Regions from separate parts of the Mus musculus genome. Here region 1 is linked to region 2. Evidence: chromatin contacts called from public Hi-C data. All regions are on one chromosome and are shown on one strand. The core of a region is the stretch at or near the end of the contact, and the rest is flanking DNA. Distances in the headings are between cores, read along the strand shown.

Evidence for each region. Hi-C and Micro-C count contacts between places; a contact is called where the count stands out from the background.
Region 1: a Hi-C map of bone marrow-derived macrophages shows a contact between it and region 2, with 15 read pairs. The contact joins two enhancer-like sites. A contact is called at or near these places in 1 of 15 datasets of contacts at CTCF or cohesin (the NIH/3T3 cell line), 1 of 484 Hi-C or Micro-C datasets (bone marrow-derived macrophages), 1 of 115 datasets of contacts at active chromatin or transcription factors (bone marrow-derived macrophages) and 1 of 9 other capture datasets (embryonic stem cells).

Annotation. Positions count from the first base shown.
Region 1 is chr2:61,312,605-61,315,357 of GRCm38.p6, forward strand. No RefSeq gene overlaps it. Among named protein-coding and RNA genes, the nearest start is that of Gm26422, 34 kb to the left of the region's middle. Within about 2 kb of position 1,282, at least 3 of the 459 cell types and tissues checked have an H3K27ac peak or open chromatin away from gene starts, as enhancers often do. A contact at or near this core is called in bone marrow-derived macrophages, where this site is marked.
Region 2 is chr2:60,922,124-60,924,823 of GRCm38.p6, forward strand. It overlaps a transcript of Rbms1 not described here. Among named protein-coding and RNA genes, the nearest start is that of Rbms1, 42 kb to the left of the region's middle. Within about 2 kb of position 1,353, at least 90 of the 459 cell types and tissues checked have an H3K27ac peak or open chromatin away from gene starts, as enhancers often do. A contact at or near this core is called in bone marrow-derived macrophages, where this site is marked.

The DNA of each region.
Region 1 (2,753 bases), core at 32-2,531, 390 kb after region 2:
GTAATATTGGATAAGTTAAAGCTGTATATGGCCAGCCCTATAGGTTTTTATTTTAAAAAAAGGAGAGAGAGAGAGAAAAATGTAATTCAGCAATAATTATAAGAAAAAAACCTAATGGAAAATAACTGGAAAGATGATAGATCTAAATCTAAAAATAACAATAATTATATTAAATATAAATAGCCTAAATGTACCAGTTAATGGAAGAGATTGTCAACTTGAATTAAAAATCAATATTTACTGTATTCTATCATTTAGAAATTCATTTTGAGTATAAAGACACAGATAGGTTAAAAAATATGGGAATAAAATAGGTTTACCATGCATTTCAAGAGCACATGGAATATTTAACAAGATTAACCATGATACAGAATATAAAACAAGTCTCAAAAAAAATGAAAGGAATTAAAAGTCACATAAATATAGCATATTTTCTGTCTACAATAGGTCTTAAATAGAAATCAGTCTTGGAAACTCCAAATACTTGCAAATTAAACATACATACTGCTAATTACTCACGGATTAAAAGAACAAACAAACCAAATTAGCAAATTAGAAAATATTTTAGTTGAAGTTGAAACCTACTAAGATTTTTAAGGTATCATTTAACATAATTTTGAGTTGGTGGATTAAGGAAAGCACTGTTATAGATACTGATGAAACATTGATTTTAAAGAACAAAGATCCTTGTTCCTTAGGAGTTTATATTCCAGTTGATGTCAAGACCATAAACAATTAGCACATTAAGTAAATAGTTATTGTGATGGTTATTCCTGGTTGTCAACTTGACTACATCTGGAATGAACTGCAATTCAGAAATGGAGGGCATACCTGTGATACAGATCATGAGGCTGGAAGACACAGGCTTCTGTCCCAGATCTTGACATGGGATGACACATGATTTTGATCCACATCTTGAGGTACAGTGGTCATGAAAATCTTAAGCCCAGGCAAGGTAGTACATGCCTTTAATCCTAGGAGACTGAGGCAAACAGATCTGAGTTTAAGGCCAGCCTGGGACAAATCGAGTTCCAAATCCAGGCGTGGTAGTACACACCTTTAATCTGGGCCATACCTTCTGCTGGTTGATGAAAGAAGGAAGGCTCACTCTTTGCCTGCTTGCACTTCCTTGCCAACACATCTGTTGGAACCTACTCCTTCAAGATTCCAGCTTATAGAGATGACCAGTTGAAACAACTAGCCTTCTGGGACTGAGCAACTACTAGATTTTTGACTTCCCATCTATAGCTGTCCATTGTTGTGTTAGCTGGACTATAGACTGAAAGTCATCACAATAACTTCCCTTTATATATAGAAACATTCCATGAGTTCTCTGACTCTAGAGAACCCTGACTAATACAGTTAAAAATACTAGTATATTACACATGCTTTGAATAAGGGAAGGTAGAACAGAGAGAGGAAGTAAAGGCGGGATACAGTGAGCAAGGATGCAATTTAATTAGCCAGCTAGTCTAATGAGGCTCAAAAGTCACATTTTAAAAGAGCTTTTGAACAACAGTTTGAGGAATTGACAAATGAATACTTAAAGAAGGAAGATCGTTCTAAAACTGAGAAGAGCTGGAAGATCTAAGACTTAAAGCAATAGTTCTCAACCTTCCTAATGCTTTCAACTCTTCAGTACAATTTCTCATGTTGTGGGGACATCCCCCCAATCTAAAATTATTTTCACTGATACTTTATAACTATAATTTTTCTACTATTATAAAATGTGATATAAAAATCTAAGTTTTCTCATTGGCCTTAGGTGACCCCTGTTAAAGAGTCATTCAAACCCCCCAGAGGTGTGGTGACTCACAGGTTGAAAACCAATGCCCCAAAAATGAGTTCATACTTAGCATGTTGTAGGACCAACAAACAGGCCAGTGTGGTCAGGACAGTGAAGGAGTGGGGTTGGGGGGCAGTGCGCAAGGTAATCAATCTGATCACTTGAATAGAACTGTCATCAGTTAACTGATGCAGGCTGTGTGTGAAATAGGTCTAGAGAGGGGTGTCTATCTGAAACATAATGACAACATGTAGGCAGCAGTCAGAGATAGTGATAATATGTTCAGAAAAGTGAGCTCTGGACTGAAGATACTCACCTGGGTGTATCAATCATTGCTGTGTACCCATTTCCCCCAAACTGAAACATTCCTTCCTTGGGAGAAAGAGGGGATTCATAAGGCTTAGGAAGGTAATGGTACCAGGCTCAGAAAGCTCCATAAATTACAAGACTCACAAGGCCTCCCTATAAACAGTGAAGAATTGCTGAGGGAGAGGCAACTCTTGGTGGTGCTGCCTGCAAACTGGCAGGGAGTTCTAGTGATGCAACTTTTGTGGATTATTGATAGGGGTAGGAGTGACGCTAGCTGTCACTCAAGCAGCAGCTAGGAATAGAACACAAAAACCAACTGTCATGGTTGTCAACTTGACACACCTGGAAAAAGGGACCATCCACTAAGGAAGTGCCTCTGTCAGGCTGGCCTGTAAGCAGATCTGTGGGACATTTTCTTAGTTGCTAATTGATGCAGAAAGCCCAGCCCTCAGCCCTGAGCAAGCAGTACAGAGTTGTAAAAGCAGGTAGCTGTGTACGCCATGGAGAGTTAGTTAATATGCCACCTCCTACACAGTGTGAGCTTCAGTTCCTGCCTTCAGGTTCCCGTATGTCTTCCTGCTCTGACTTTACTTGATGACAACCTCTAATCTGTAAAATGCAATAAATCCTTTCCTCACCAAGTTGCCTTTGGTCATGA
Region 2 (2,700 bases), core at 103-2,602:
TCCTCTGGATCTTTCAAAAGCCCTTCTTCTCACCTTAACTACACTAAGAACATCTCTTGTACTCATTATTCACAATTTTTTTTTTACATTTTCCAAGTTTTTTCCACTAAGCAAATTACCATGGTAATTTCAAAAAGAAAATATTTAACAGCAGTGCTCCGTCATTTGTTCATCTGCAACTAGCTAAGTCTTCCAGGGTACCGCTTCTCTTCTGAGCATCTGTCACTGTCCACTCCCCTAACTGCCCTATCCCACAGGCTCTCTTAGAAAGGGCTTCACAGAGAGCTGGTCATGTCTCCTCAACTTGGATCCCCTCAGTAGCAGGATCAGAGCACAAAGAGCAAGCACGGCCTAGAGCATCACTCCCAGGATCCTTAGCGAAACTGTCCAGATGGCTCAGGACCAAAGCCTGTCTATTGTTCCAAAGTCATTTCCTGTCACTCTCTGTGCAAACCCTCACACCCACTCCAGCCACACGGAACTTCCCACAGTTTTCCAAACATACCATACACTCTGTCTTGGCTCATGTTCATTTTTATGTCAAGAGTAGTCGTCTAACCTCATTATGCAGCAAAATTTAATTATTCCCTCTCAACCCACTGAGCTTCGGCCTCATCTCTCACTCTGTTCACCTCTCCACAAAACAGACTCCAGAACCTTCTCCTGACAACACTCACCATGAAACCCTCCAGAAATGTTTATCTCGGCTTATGAGTCCTATCAAGACAGAATCTGTGTCTACATAACCTTTATTTGTTGTTACATCTAACTCATAAATCGTAATTGTCTGGGTTGTTGCTATTCCAATGGAGGTAATACTAGACTGGAAGCTGAGAGTCTTGGCTCAATCACAGCACTTGGAGGTAGAGGTAGTTCTGGGATACATAAGGACAACTTGCCTTAAAAAACAAACAAAACCTAGGCCAGGGTATCTAGAGTGGTTTCTTTGAGGAAGTTTCGTAAGAAGTAGATTGTTTAGGTTAGCTATCAAAAAGGTGCAAGGACAACGCGCTGTTCTTGTTGTTTATTCTTTTCTTGACTGTTATATATAAGGGTTTACACACACGAACGCAGTTATGAACTATGGTAAATGCTAGAGAGGAAAAGAACAGGAAATGAGGTAAGGGGGGCAGTGTTGAGGAAGCAACTGTAATAATGAGAAGTAATGAACACAGAGAAATTAGTCACAGCAAGAGAAGGAGAAAGTGCATTCAAGCGGGAGGAGAATATCCTGGAAGGTCCTGGTGGAGGGGGGAGGGAGTTGGCTTGCTCACTTGGGAAGGTATGCACATGCTCGAGTGTAGCATGCATGTGGAAGCCAGATGTTGATGTCATGTGTCACTATCCTATTTTCTGAGACAGGGACTCTCACTGAACTTGAAACTCACCAACTCACCTAAACTGGCTGGCAGGAAAACCTCAGGGGAGCCTTTTGTTGCTGGCTCCCTAGCATTCTAACACACCCAGCCTTTCATGTGGACTCTGAGGGGATTGAACTCAGGTCCTAGTGATAGTGTGGCATGTTATATATATACATATACATATACATATATCCATAATTGAAAGATTAATATTTAGGCAGACTGCCAGTGAAGTGGACAAAGCTCTCTGACTTTTCAATACATTTAGAATACTAGTTATTTGGACATCTGTCAGTCAAACACACTCACTGGTTAAAGTTAAACCACATCTATATCCTTGTTTCTCTGAAAAGCATAGCGCATGCAGCGCAGACCCAGGCTCCTAGAAGGCCACCTTGAACACGTCTTGGTATTTTAATCGCACCAACATCTCTAAAGCTTCCTGTCAAGATAAAGCCTGTCGTCTGATGTTGGCTGAAACTCACAATTTTCATTTTAACTTCAGTGAAAACTCAGCCTTTCCCACCTGAGCGGACGCTTTGTGAGCAGCAGGCACGACACAGCAAATGCTGCTATTTTTGTTTGTTTAGAAATGTCACAGGCCTTCTCTCTGTCAAGAACAAATCCACTCAACTTATAGTCATGTCACACACACAAAAAAAGAGAGATAAAAATGCAGTATCATAGCTAGGATGTTCTTGTGACATTTTCTGAAGCCAATAAACATGGTGCAGCCAGAAAAGGCAAGAAGAAAAAAAAAAAAAAGAAAGAAAAAGAAAGGGGGGGGGTGGGGTGGAGGGGGCAGGCAGGGGGCGGGGCATCCGTTCACACTTCAGTGTGTGGGACTCTGAATGCCAAGGAGTTACTCATGAGTTCTAGCTAGGACTAGGGAAGGAACTAAGCGCTGAGAGGACAGCACAGTATCCAATGAACAGCCCAGCAAGGACAGTAGAGAAAAACTCAGGGCCAGAGCATGCAATGCCATGCAAACTTCTTTTCCACTTGTCTTATAAGCAACAATTACAGGCTGTGTTAATAAACAAACAAACAAAAAACACCAAAAACAATGTTTGGAAAACATCAACAGAAGAAAAATGAAAAACCAAAGAAGAGAGTAAGGAACATACACCTTAGAGGAAAGTAAACAGAGGGGAAACTAAAAAAAAAAAAAAAAAACCAAAAACCAAAACAAAAAAAAGTGAGGGGGGAATACTAGTTACATCTTGAATAATACCACTGCCAAGATTAAAGCGAAAATACCTAACACATGCTGCTTTGGCCCTGTATTTAATGCCTTCCATGGTTCATCTGATTTAAACTTCTTACGAACTCTACAGTG